Regions from separate parts of the Gasterosteus aculeatus genome. Here region 2 is linked to region 1. A link is a contact called in public Hi-C data. All regions are on one chromosome and are shown on one strand. The core of a region is the stretch at or near the end of the contact, and the rest is flanking DNA. Distances in the headings are between cores, read along the strand shown.

Region 1 (7,279 bases), core at 2,643-5,142:
TTAAATTTGTCATCGCTCGCCATTGGGCCTAAATACGATGGGAACAAATGACCGTTTCGCTGCTGTTCATCATGTTTATGCACATCTAATGTTACTCTAAAGTTCACACTATATTTAGGTGACAATAGGTTCTTACATAACAGGTTCAGGCTATTAATACAAAATATTATCACCAAATAAAACGTTGTGAACAGCAGAGTGTGATTAAAATTAGCCGCATGTTTACCAGCTGGAACCATAAAGCTACTTAGCGAAAGACGCAGCTCAGCAGAGTTCCTCTGGGTTTCCATAAACAACCATGGGACCCTGTCTGTGTTTTAAAGAGGAGACATCGTTCTCCTTGAACGTATCGACTCCCCGTCTATAACAGACCTCCTCCTCCTCCTCCTCCAGGAGCAGAGCTTCCCCTCAGCGTGGATCACGCCGGGATTCAGTGCCTTCTAACTGCTGTGCGCCCCGCGCTGACGGAGGGATCGGTGGTGTCAGGCGGCGGTGACGCGACGCTCAGGACGGTGATCGCACATTAACGCTTTTTTGTGTTCCTGGTAGTAACTTCCTCAGTATTGACCAACATCAGCCCCCCCGTCCACCATTGTGAACATGTGGCATCAATTGCCTTTCTTTTTTTTGGGGGGGGGGGTAGATTCCACCACTTTAATCCCTCCTCCAGTGTGACGGAGTGCGGGGAAAGAGAAAGATGGGGGTGTCAGTGAGGAGGCACATGGCAGCTGAAGGTGATTAATCACTGTCACGGCGGCGGATGAAAGACGCGAGCGAAGGAGCCGCAGCCGACACGGCAGGAGAACCGCTCTCCTGAGATGAGATGAATCAAAGTGTTGAGCGGGCCCCTCGCTTTTGTTGGTGACACGAGGCAGCGACATCACGTCCTCCTTGAGCTCCCGAGTAAAAAGGGGGTGTCGGGGGTGTCGGGGGGGGGGGGGGGGGGGTCGATCCCGCCTCGACCGACATATGGATCGTGCATTGAGTTACAGTCTCGCAGCTCACGGAGACACAGCTGAGTTATGGACAGCAGAAATGTTTCTCAGGCTCCAGTGGGAGCTTATCGACCCCGACGATGACATGGACACGCATGGGGAGCACAGATAAAGGAGGAGAGTGTGTGGGGGGGGAGGGGGGGCTCCAGCATGCAGACTGCACAACGCAAATAATGCACCTACGTCAGCTTTGTGTTACTTATAATGCCCAGATATCACAACAGAGTTCATAGCACTGTAATTACATTTAGTAACTTTTCATCTGAGATGTATAGACGACAGATGTGGGGACGTATTTTGTGAAGTGTTGGGGAAGCCGTGTTGAAAGGATGTATGTTTGGACAAAGATATATTTACTATAATTGCACAGTTTACACATTTGAAGTATTTTCATTACAATAAATCTGGCTGCACAGTGAACTGTGTTTTTCCTCAGTTCTCCTCGGAAGAAGAAAAGTGAAGCGTCTGCAGCCTGCTGTTTATTCTCATGACGAGTGAACCGACCGCCGCATGCCGAATGCTCACGTTACGCAGACAGGGTTTCACATTAAGTGATTTGATTGGCTGAGTGGAAACAGTTTCTGCGTTCACGCAGGCGGCTAATTGGTATGAATTAATGTGAGGTGAGCAACCTCATGAAACGTCTTTTTGGTTTACACAGCAGATGTGTTACGTTGCAGGGAAGAAGCATGTCATTTAATTGCAGTTGGGCTTTATATTTTAAGGCAAATGGGGGAAAGAGGGAGGAAATGGGATGAGGGTAACTCTTCTCTTCTGGCCACATTTCATACCACCAATCTGGGCGCGTTGCGCTGCGGTCGAGTCCTCGTCATGAACCAGATATGTGGAATCAACTTATTATTCTGGCCATCCTGCAAATCTATAACATCCCTTGGCGTCAGAAAGCGGAGCGTGCGGAGTGCATGTTCTGAATATACATTTGTCTCGCCTCGGGGGCTGAGACGCTGGAGCGAGGGAAGCGAAAAAGAAAAAGAAGTTTCCCAGTCGGAGTATGATGAATGTGCTCTGGCCAGAGGGGGAGTGGGTGGTCCGTGTCTGTCAGCGCCGCTATTACTGCCGACAGCGGAGTTACAGGCCAATAAGCCGCACTATCATCGCCGTCATCGGCGGCAGATCTCCTTACAGCGGCTCTCAGCTGTCCACATCAACCGGCCCGACGGCCCCAAACACGCACCTACCGGATCAACCAGAGGCCCGCGTGGCTGTTTCCCTCATGGCCACGCGACCGCCAGTGAAATATAAAGGTTTCTTTTCTCCCTTTCCGTAAGTGCCGGAGGGTCAAAGTTTGACTTTGAGAGTAAGAAAGTGGCGCAGACAGGCCCCGAGGTGCGCATGGACCAAAAGGCAGTATGCCATTGACGTTCAATGGGCGACACATCCAGACACTGTCGCGTTCGCCAGCACCTTTTCTGCAGTTAGCGCTGTTAGCGCTTTCGGCACCGTTGGCTGCAAACCCCTCGCCATACGGAGAGCCTTCAGATGTCATAGAGATGCTCCGTATGTCCTTCATAGCACCTTCATAAACAGCTGGGCAGCTCGTCCTATGCTACCGTTACCCGCCTCTGTTGAATACTGGATCTTAAGTCTTGAGTCGCTGCTCAAATAAGTTGGACAATATACACTTTGCTCATTTTTTCAGCTGCGCTACGCTGCAAAGCTGCAATGAAAGTGGCGCGGCGCCGGTTAGCAGCACTGATTTGAGTTTTTCCTCTGGTAGAGACATGTCAATCAGTCTATAGCCCCGCCCTAAAGCATCTGCTGCTTTATGGTCTGTTTGACGATAAATGGACCATAGTTTACTAAATGAACATCATGCTGTGATGAAAAAGACTTGAAACTAGAGACTGAGACCATAAACTCATGTTTACAATGTTTACTGAGGGAATAAATCAAGAGAGAAGAAGAGTCATTTCCTCATAGACTTCTATGGGAACAGAGGAGTCGCCCCCTGGTGGTCGCGAGAGGGAAAGCAGGTTGAATACTCTGACCAAGAAAGTGAAGTTTGGATTCCCCGACATGTATACACATGTCATGCGTGTAATGCGAGCAGATGTTATCCTTCGGGGTGGGATGCTGCATGTGTTTGTTCTCCCGAACTGTTCGCTACAGGACGTTCGGTTCCCTGCGCAGCACACATTGTACCAAACAGCTGTTTGTGTGTCATACTCGCACATGTGGAACAGGAATTGTCGAGCACAAATCACCTGGAAAGTTTTGGCAGCCCGCTAAAACAAAACTATCTGTGAACACGCTTCGAACCTTTAGTTTAACATGACTTCACCTGAATACCATTTGCGTGCCTTGAACTGTTGATTAGAAAAGTGATTATTTTATTTTTACAAGTAAATGTCTCGGAAATGTATAGTGGCATGAAATGTCGTTTATTGCTCCGCTTTGCTTGCTATTCGTAGCCTTCGATCTCATCATTACAGTGCAGCATTGCTGAAACCCAAATCCCCAAAAAACAATCCTCCGAACCTTCTTCTCCCCCCCCGACAGCCACGACTTTGGCGCCCGGCCTCATTTTTCTCATGCGTGCGTGCGTCTGCCGCGTAGCTGATGATGAACGAGCCCAGCGGATCCTGAGAGAGCATCGCACAGGAAAAAGAATAATGGCTATTTAAGCACACTTGTAAATTACCAACACATTTGTCTCAGACCCCCCGCGGGGGACGCGCGGTAAAGCTCGCGTGCCATCGGCTCCGCGAGGCCTCGCCTGATGAGCCGACGAACGCTTAAATGCGAACCGTCGAGCCGCGTGTCATAATTCACGCGTTGACAAAAGAACACAAAGCTGTCTCTCTGCTGTCTTTTCGCCTGAGTGTGTCTTTGTGTGTCATGGTGTGTGTGTGTGTGTGTTTGTGTGCGGCGGCTTGTCTCGGCAGGTGTGTGCCGGGTCACGCAGAGTGCACGCCGATGTTTGTCTCTTAAGTGCCGCAGACAGGCGTGCCGGACCGCCCGGCGGGAAAGTGGCATGGCAGCTATCTGCTCCTCGCTGTGCAGAAGGTGTTTGACTTCCACGCCGACGACCAGGACGAAAAGCCTTTGTGTTCCATTTCGGGGCTTTTCAGAAGGTTCCCAGGAGATTTCCTTTTGTGATTGTTATCAGCTTAAATATACATCAAGTAGCCAGGATGTTTAAGACGCTGCCCCCCCCCCTCATAACCCCCCATAACCCCCCACACTCAGCCCCCTGCCCCCAATGCATCATCTTCATTCATAAACAGTCATTAATGTTTATGGCAGGTGTCGTGACATGTTTACGACAGCATTATGTCTGCTTTACGAGTCCACTGTCAAGTCGGTGGGGGGGCCGTGGGGGAGGGGGGGGGCTGTGAGGGGTGCGGGTTAAAGAGAGTGGCGCTCGGAGGCAGCAGGGGGGGGGGGGGGGCGAGAGGTTCTGGGATGTTTAATCAGTTACTCGAACACACTCACAAATAAAGCGAGAGAGCAGAGCTTGGCGGGGGCCATCAAACCCTCTCATTGAACCCTCTGGATCCAGCCCCCCCCCTCCCTCCCCTTCACACCACCCCTCATGTGGGGGGCTCCACGGGGCTTTTACAGCAAAATCACTACTCTCAATTTGCTGTATGTTGTAAAGGTTGTGTTCCAGGTGCTGGCGGTGGGTTCTGGTGGGGGGGCTAAGCACCCCCCCCCCTCCCCCCTCTGCACCTTTCTGCTTTATGGCAGGCTGTAAAGCTGTTGGCAGGCCGACAGCGGCAGTATCTTTTTATCCGGCCGCTAATTAAAGGAAGGAGATTAAGGTCGCAGATCACATTCCTGGCGACGCCTTCTTGGTGTTTGTTCGGTCCGAGTCGAGTCCGGTGAACAAAGCGACTCGTCTTTGTTCTCCAAAGCTCTCATTTCTTTTAATCTCAGCTTTAATAAGCACATTTCACTTAGTCCCAACGTATTTTTCATTATTTTCTTGATAATTAGGAACCACTTTGCAAAGTTTTAAAGTTGTATTAGCAGTTAACTAACTGTTTACTAATGCTTTATTATCAGTTGTAGCCTTTGTCTAACTTCTTCTGCACTGAAGCCTGTGTATTAATAAATCAAGAAGCATTTATTAATGGTTTCCCAATATTTGTTACCGGATTATTAGAGACACAAAATGTAATTCTGGATCATTAATCGTTCGCCATTGGTTGAGACTTTTAAACCTTTAGGTTGAGCATTTTGCTCCTAGCGCGTCATTTATGCTGAAGTAAACCTGGTGTTCACTGCCTGCACAGTTAGCAACCAGCTAGTGAACATAGCTTAGCAATTAGCAAAAGAAAGATAATTCCTTTAGGAGATGGTGGAGACCCAAAATGGAGCTAGAAGAGAGGGACTATTGGACCTAGATTGATCAGGTGGACAAAAAACGTTAAAAATCAACACTGTGCTCGGTTTCCAGTGACCCAAAGAGAACCAAAAAGTCAGTCATTGCAGGTTGAAACAAAGCACTTTGAACAGTAACCATGGACCTGTTTATTCATTCATGTATGAGTATTTGTAGCCCAGAGACAGTGTGAGCATTCATTCAGCGGGTACAGTGAGGAATGTCCCTCTTTAAATAGCTAATCTTTGACTTTAAGTAGTCGCAGTGTGTAACTGATGCCGGGACATCCGATGCCCTTCCTCGAGCCCCGGCCAGCACTTTACAAACAGACGCTGGCGGTTTTATTGATGGGGTAATCCTAGGCTGATTAATGGCCCAATAATCAGCCGAAACCTGCAATAAATCAGCCGCGGATCAATACGGCCTCAGATCATTACCACGTCACTGTATATCTCCCATTAGCACGGGGAGGCGCAGAGCTCCGAGCCAGCGGGAGAAAAAGTGCTTCCTTGCTAATGTGTTGGAAATGGGATTGATAGAGAGGTCTTTTTTTTTTTATTTCGTCTGTCTGCCCGCCTCCCTTCTTTTTTCGGATTAACGAGCGAACAGCAGGAGACGGTGATGAGGATGGAGAGGGGCGAGCCGGATGTTAAATTATGATAATGACAGCACAATTAATGACATTGGGAGACATTGTTCTTCAGCCTCTTGGCCCGCCGCAGCCGCTAGAAGATGCACAGTTTGCTGATGCTGTTAAAGGTTAAAATTATGACAATAAAAAACATGAACGCTGCTCTGCCCTTTTGCGGTCAAGCCATCCGGGTCTGGATGCTTAAATCATGCCTGTTAAAGGGCTATTTTTTTGTATTTAAATCCGGAGTATTTCCTGGGTCGTGTTTTACACCTGTGAACATAAGTGAAAAGGTGGCGTCATTCTTATCATATATATTTGGTTGTTGCAAAGTGAATAAATGGATCAAAGATCACGCATTTTAAACATGCATAATCTAAGGTTGTACCTTTCACAATAAAAGCCTTAAACACATAAACTGTGTGATTGCGAATCGAGATCGAGGATTTAGTATTTCACAAAAATAAAAACTAAATGAAACGGATTACTGTAGTTCAGGCAATGCAACTGTTTAATGTGTTGCGTTGCTTGTGTGAATAGTTTTCACCATCTTAAAATGTACTTTAAGGCTGAAACGTATCCCACTCCACCACTGAAATAAGTCAGGTGTCACTTTGCTATCAGCTCACCGCAAGTGAGACACCAGGCGGAATGCAGGAAGCAGAACGGGGACGCACCACCTCCGAATGAAGTGTCCCTGACATCAGAGACGGGATTAGAGGTCGAGGACTTCGGGCTTCGACTTCGTAGGAAGACGTGACGGATGGGAGGGGGGGGGGGGGGGGGGCGAGAAACGAGGGGAAATAATGGATCAAATCAACCGAGTGAGCGGACGGGAGGGGAAAGGAAGTGAGGATGACAAGGTGCCTGCAGAGGATGGAGCATGTGGGGAGATAAGATAGTAAAGAGAGGGGAGGACTGAGAGGAAGAAAGGTAATGAGAGAGAGAGAGAGAGAAGGGGGGAGAGGCGGGAGAGAGAGAGAGAGGGGGGGGGAGACCAGTAGGAGAGGGTGAGGCAGGCCTGACAGTAGGCCATTCATCCTCCATGCTAGAAGAGACAAACTGCTGGCAGAGGAAGACAGGCCCCATAAATCACTTTCAGCACACACACACACACACACACACGCACACACGCACACACACACACACACGCGCACACACACACACACACATGCACAGAAACCCACATGTGAACAGAAAACACACATCTCTCCTACAGCTTATTTTAAAAAGGTCTACATTTGGTTTTGTTTTCATCCAGACCATCTGGGGATGTTTTCCCTTTTGTTCAGTGGTGGAAAGTAT
Region 2 (7,279 bases), core at 2,981-5,480, 38 kb after region 1:
CGTCCACGTCCTACCTGTTAGCCTCCTGTTAGCATAGATGCTAACGTTCCTTTAAGCTCTGTCGCTGTGGCGTCTTGGCTCTCACACAGCAGATCTCCAGAAGGGGTTTTATTTTGTCCCCATTTAACCTGAAAACCTCCCAAAATCTGTTCGTTTTTGGGATTTTGGAGAAGTTTGATTAAAGTAGAAGGCACAAGCCTTATTATGCTTTTGAATCTAAAGCACTCGCCTTTTTATTAGCATGTATTTAAATAAAAATTGCTTTGAATTTCTTTTTTATATACTTTCCCTTAATCAAGGCATTTAAAACCCTGTTTTTTTTTTCCACCCGGTTGCCAGCAGGCAGCTCTGAGTATTTGGAACGAGATCCTACTCAAAAAGCCAGATCTAGCAGGGGTGTGAATAACTATCTTTGATGTCGTAGGAAATTGAACTGAGCAGCGCGGGACAACGTGATCGCAGGCTGGCGTCCTCTGGCAGCCGGATCGTTCCGCCCACAGGACGCGCAGAACGCATCCGTGCTGCTCAAAGAGGGTGTTTTTATGTCTGCGTGCCGAAATAAACCCCACCGCCTGATGATTTTAAGAACGCTGGTTAGACAGGTGGACATGGCATTCATAAAAACAATGCAGGCCCTTTTCTACGTGACCTTTTTATACGGTAATCACTATTTACGACGCTTTTACAGACGTCTTGTTAAGGCACAAAGCCGGAAGCGTTAAAATAGTCAGCTGGCCGCTAAGTGCTCCATCTGACTTTTAACACAGTACGAACACCTCACCTGGTGCAAACAGCTCACTTTGAACGAGAGGAAAGCTAATGACCGATTTCAAGGCGAGTCACGAGAAGTTAAAGAGAAGAGTCCCTTTGTTTACCGAAGGCCTCGTTGTCAGCAGTGAACCTCCTCTTTCCCCCACCGGCTGCTTCGTTTATCTCTTTTTCTCCAGCTAATATTCCTCCAATCTGACGAGATCTGCACCTGCACATCGTGTCTCCTTTGGATGGGGGGGGCTTGATGCTACGTTAGCTGCTAGTAGCTTAGCAACACCACCTCTCTGAGTCAAACCAGCTATGTAGAGTTGTGTCGTAGTAAATGTAGACGGCAGGTTTTGACGGGGAGAAATAAAATAGAAAATAGCCCAATTTTGATGCATTGATTTACTTTTTTAAAGTCTTGAGAAATAAAAAAATATTTCATAAAAATATAATACTTTTCACCAACTCCTTTTGTCAGGTTGCCTGTGTTATAAAACGCTGGAGAAAACTTTCTGGCTCATGTTCCATAGAACTTAATATGCCGGTGCTCCCATGTGGCCAAGCAAATAGCTACTGCAGAATTATCGATCGTAAACCGAGAATGATCAGTTCCCATTTGAGGCTGTTTTCCTTTGCACACAACAAGTGACCAAATTATGCCTTCTCTTCTTTCTCACTTTATTTTACCGACTGATGCATTGAGGCTTCAGCGTCCATCTCCCCAGCCGGATCTCTATTCTTCGGAGCATTAATACTAATTAATTTTGGCTTTGTGCAATGTAAGAAAACGCGCTTCGACTCTGAAATCTGCAGGAGCAGCACCGGTAAAATACTCAGCGATTCATCAAATGATTTAACGTTTAGATCCTTGACTCACCGATATATGGAGTGATGTACTAAGCCAACACCTGGGGAGGACAACCCCCCCCCCCCCAAGTGCTGTCTCCTCTGCAGCGGTGCACTGTGACCTTGTTTGCTGATGAGATGCTGCTCCCAGTCTCTGCTTCTTATCACAAATTGGACATTGATGGATTGCTGAGAGGGGCTGTTTCTGCTGTTCGGGGCTCGAGGTCAAGGCGACAGTTGCTTCAGTTCTTCTCTTTTCTTTTTTTAAACAGTGACCGAATGCTGACTTCACATAGTCGACAAGTCCCGAAAGACAATGTTCCAAATAATCCACATCCTAACCCATTTACAGTATTCATTTATAACCCGTTCCCCTGCATTCACATGTGAACCATTTCCTTTTGAAGATTAAGGAGGACCCTGCAGGATATGTACAAATATCCATCAGCTAATTCACATTATGCAGCCTTTTGGCTACAGGTTACGAGGGATTAGGGATGATTTCGCACTCAATTGAGGCTGCAAAGAATTGAGAGATTCAAAGACTCTCCAACTGAGACTATTTTGGGCTGCTGCTAATAGCTCTTGTCAGCCGTAATTTTTAAGTACTTTAACCAATTCATTGTATAGTTAGGTTAACAAAATTAGCTCATTGCAAAGTCAGTGGGCAGGAGATAATGCAATAAAGTTATTAACATTCCAGATTTATAGAACCATTAATATTGAGGCGATCCGTCTTTATCACATTTTTCTTCCACGGTAAAAAACGGCATTGATTAAAAAAAGAAAAGAATAAAGACTCGAGTGACATTTTCTGCGTGCTTTATTGATTTTCCTTTTTTTTTATGCTTGGAGCGAAAGCCGGAACACAAGCGATCCGTCACTCCACTCCACAAAACATGTCTGAACCTTTTTTTATTAAAAGAAAATGAGTGCAAATGTCTTTAAAGTAATTGTGATTTTCAGCGTGACTCGCAAACCGATGTGTCAACTTCAAAGTAAAGAGAATTAATGATTTAGAAAATATGTCCTGCCTGTTTATTACATTTTTGTCTTCTCCCCTTTCTTGTTTTGATGTCTTAATAGAGTGGGTCATGCCATTTAAAAAATATCATATAATGTAATAGCTGCTCACAGGGGTCCAATTGATGAAATATTTTAACATTATCATTGTTTTATACCCTCAACAACGTGCCAAATTAGCTGTAAGCAGCCCACGGATGTGCAGACCGCGATCGCTGCAGGACTTTGATTCAGTGGAAGTTAAATAAATAAAAGTGCAAGTCAATACTTGTATATATATATATATATATATATAACTCATATCACCTCTTTGTGATCACATTTGACTGAGTTAAGCCTCTAGAAAACACTTGAAAAACAACTTTCTTTCACAGCTGAGTGAAGGATGACTTATGTGACCACACAACTTATTTCCACCGCTCGCTCACTTTGTTCCCTGCACCATGACACTCACAAAGTGCATTTTTAGTTTTTAATACGGGGTTCAGGCACCGCATGCGGCCCAGGACACTCGTGGTATTCCTCTCCGTCAAGTTGTCAGCGGGAAAGTTCCCGCTCGAGACTTTGGATCTTTTTAGAAGTCTAACGAGCTGTAAATTATACCTTGTGACATTTTGAGCCAAGTTTTTTTTTCCATACAAACTATCCTTTGAGTTTAAATGTTTGTACGTCAAAGATGTTAAAAATGTACCTTGAGATTGAACCGTATGATCTGAAACCTCATGTGAGATCATATCGCTTCTCTTAGTCACGGTCGACAATTTCTTATACCCACCAATTTTATGCTTTATTTGATCCGCGCGTCTCCTGATCAGCCAAAACGTCTAGACAATACACCTCTTACAGATGATATCCTCCAGGATAAGAGGCCACACAACTTTATACATGCACAAAAGATGGACGTGATTATTTTGTTCTCTGCGTGAAATTGAATTAAATGGGTAATTTTCTTTAGGACAGTTGGTCCTGTGTCCTGACTCGGCCTTGACTCATCAAGTATGGAGATCAGATAAACGGATGATTAATGAAGTAAAGAGAAAACAAAAGTCCCCACAAACAGTATCACATTGTTCTGCTGGTAACAGGCGGGTTCATGACACTTATCGGTTCATAACCAATCTGCTGCATATTTAATGCTATAACAAGCTGAAGTGTTTGGCAAAATAAGTTATAAATAAGTTACGTGAGAATAAACTTTTGTTTCTCAGAATGCGAAGACTGGTGGAATGTAAATGTATTCAAGTGCTACACTTAAGCACAATTGTGAGGTACTTGTACTTTGCTTGAGTGGTTTTCTTTGCTGCTACTTTGCAAATTCAGACTCAAACGAAATAAAAATCATGTAATAAATTACGAGTTCTTATTATTACAGTAAAGTCCTTTAAATGAGATCCACTTTTCACCTCCTGCAAGTGACAAACACAGTAATGCAATGACATGAATTAATCTCAAATAAAAAGTTATGCATATTGTTTTCATTTTGATGCTTTCACTTACCTTTTGATTCAGGGACTTAATATATATATATTATCAACACTTTGTATTTATTTGTGTTCTTCAGCGATGGGACGGTCGGATAGAATTGTCACTTTGAGGACGCCGTAGCCCCTCCCCTCCCCTCGCCCCGCCCCTCGCCCCGCCCACCCCGAAGTCCTGCCCGTTTTGATCAGTGAGAAGCAGAAGTCCGGACCGACGGCACGCAGTGGGACGTTTCTTCTGGAACACCCGGACTACATCAACTTTTTTTCCCACGTCTCCATCCCTGCGCACGATTCCCACAGAGGCGCGTTGTGGCTTTTCGTCCCCGGGGGGTTTGAAATCGGAGTAGCGGAGCCGCGTCGGCGATGCCTCAGCTCAGAGGATCCTCCGTCCCTCGGGACATTTAAGGACGTCCAGCTGTGTGTGTGATTTCTCATTTCTCTTTTTTGTCCCCCCTCCACCCCACCCGCCCCCTCTACATACTTCCGTGACTGCATGGATTACATTCACCAGCCGTAAACACCACCCGGGACTAAAAGTCGAGCCGTGACGCGCGTCCACCCAAAGCGCAGCGGCGTCTCCAATGAAATATCTCCCTTCAGGATCAGCAAGCACGCGCCTCGAGCTCCACGCGACCCCCAGCGACAGAACCGAGCCTCGTCCCGGTGCCGCGGTGTCTCTGTTGGCCCCTCTGGACCCACTCCGGCAGGCGAAGCGGCTTCCCATCCGAGTCCTCAAGATGCTGACGGCGCACACCGCGCACTTGCTGCACCCGGAATATTTGCAGCCCCTGACGCCCGCGCCCGTGAGCATCGAGGTATTTATTTGTCGTTAAAAGAAGAGAAGAGAAAGAAAAAAAAACACATCGCTTGGAAAGGAATGTTTCCCTTTGGGTGGATTTGCTCTGCTGGGTCGTAATAATTTAAATTCTAGAAGAGAATAAAATCCAAAAGAAAACGCGTCTCCGCCTCAGTGTTGTGACCGATCACGTTAGCTGGTCTTTAATCATATCAACTCTCAGGTAATGACAACTTATGGTTTAATAAGGGCAGGATCGAATAGTCTAATAGTCAATTAGAATAAATCAATAATCAAGTCAGTTGTGTTTGCTGCTTTATTGGGATGATTTGTTTCTGTGTCAAATTTCTTTAGGTTTTTCTTCATTCAAATTGGTCATTTAACAAGTAAATGTTAATTATTTTCATTATTGATTCGTATAAACTTAAGCGTTTTATTTAACAAGCTTGAAGCGGATAATTTCACTGAAACGTCTGTGATCTTATGGTGAAGGGATGAATTGACAATTATTTTACAGCTAATTACTTGCTAGTAACTCGTTAACAGACCCACGACTCACCTTTTATTTATTCTTCGCATTAAAAGCAGCTAATCAGAGTCTTTGTTTTGTTCAAGCTGGATGCCAAGAAGAGTCCGCTGGCCCTGCTGGCTCAGACCTGCTCTCAGATCGGTAAACCAGACCCTCCGTCCTCCTCCAAGCCGGCCTCCTCCAGCAGCCAGGGCGACAAGGAGCCCGGCGGCCGGCTGTCCGGCTCCGGCCTGAAGCACGGGGAGCTCCGCCCCTCCCCGGAGGACAAGTGTAGCTTCAAGCCCTACAGCAAAGGCGGGGGGGACTGTCGCAGAGACGGAGTCGCCAGCAGCGGCGATAAAGTCGGGTTCAGGGTGCCCGGCAATAATGTCGGAAACCCCGCCGGTGGCCAGCAGTCCTACCCGGCCCCCGCTGCCTCCCCCGGCTCCAGAGCCGGCAGCAGCACCCCCCCAGGGCACGCTCAGCACCACCGCCACAAACTGAGCCCGTCCCCTGGTGGACAGCCGCGCACTCGCACCCCCGGGGGAGAGGGCGCTTACGAGCAGGGCAGCCCCACCAGCACCACCGGCAGCAGTAACAGCGTTGCCAAAAAAGAGCCCGACGGCGACAAGGCCGGCCCGGACAGTCCGCACGACGCCAACTCCGGCCACGGCCGGGCCATCACGAACTGCAGCAACGGCAGCTCCGACGGGGGCTCCAACCCGGAGGTGGGGGGCAAAGCGGAGTCGGCGCACCCCAACATGGCCCACGGGCGCATCACGCCCATTTCCCCCTACAAGGCCGGCCAGCTCTTCCCCCTGCCCTCCTCCGGCATGGGCTACCACGGCTCCGTGGTGGGGGCGTACGCCGGCTACCCGTCTCCGTTCGCCCCCGGGATGGATCCGACCAAGTCGGGCCTGGGCATGGGGGGGCCGGGAAAGCACCCGAGCTCCAGCCCTCTCACGGGCGCCTCCCCGCCGTCCTTCATGCAGAGCTTATGCAGGGACCCCTACTGCCTCAGCTTCCCCGGCGTGTCCCACCTCGGCGGCGGCGGCAACTGCAACTCCTGCATCCACGACCCCTCCCCCGCCCTCAAGTCCAACTACCCCCCGCTGGTGTACCCGTCCCACCCGCTGCACTCCCTGCACCACCAAAGCTCCATGTCGTCCAGCGTGTCCTCGTCCCTGTCGCATCCGCTCTACACGTACGGCTTCATGCTCCCCAACGACCCCCTGCCGCACGCCTGCAACTGGGTGTCGGCGGGGGGGCCGTGCGACAAGCGCTTCGCCGCGTCCGACGAGCTGCTGGCTCACCTGCGCACTCACACGGCGCTGCCCCTGGGGATGGACGGTAAGATGCTCTCCGTCTCCTCCTCCGGGCCGGCCTCCTGCCACCTCCACCTCCCCCACCAGAGCGGCGCGGGCGCCATGCACAGCTCCCTGTCTCTCAGGGCGCCGCCGGGCCTGGGCTTAGCTCGCTATCACCCCTACAACAAGGTCCATCTGCCCCCCGGCCCGTCCTCCATCTCCCTGCACTCTCTGCCCAGCACGGGCCCGTACTACCCCCACTACGCTCTCTACAGTCAAAGACTTGGATCTGCATCTGCTCTGGGCTACCAGTGATACCCCCCCCCCCCCATTCCCCTCTCCCCACACTGACATGTTCAGAGGGGACGATCGGGATTATGGGAAATGCACTTATTCAAGTCGGATTGGAAGATTGATGATTGATAATCCTCTGGAGTCTTAACCACAGCCCGGTTAGCTTAGCTTAGCACAAAGACTGGATGCAGGGGGAAACTGCTAGCCTCGTTTTTGTTTGATACATGAACGGAGAAATTGTTTCCATGGACAACGATGGAAGTCGAGC

What was found. Hi-C and Micro-C count contacts between places; a contact is called where the count stands out from the background.
Region 2: a contact with region 1 is called in a Hi-C map of blood and trunk muscle, with 3 times the contacts expected there. The contact joins the promoter of LOC120831562 here to the enhancer-like site in region 1. A contact is called at or near these places in 3 of 6 Hi-C or Micro-C datasets (blood and trunk muscle, liver and whole body).

The regions. Positions count from the first base shown.
Region 1 is chr14:2,422,744-2,430,022 of fGasAcu3.hap1.1, forward strand. No RefSeq gene overlaps it. Among protein-coding and RNA genes, the nearest start is that of c14h2orf42, 22 kb to the left of the region's middle. Within about 2 kb of position 3,893, at least 2 of the 9 cell types and tissues checked have open chromatin away from gene starts, as enhancers often do.
Region 2 is chr14:2,460,003-2,467,281 of fGasAcu3.hap1.1, forward strand. LOC120831562 (zinc finger protein 703-like) reads left to right here and starts at 4,231. Exons shown (of 2, transcript XM_040197084.2): 1 at 4,231-4,921; 2 at 5,518-7,279. The coding sequence starts at 4,688. The coding sequence ends at 7,032.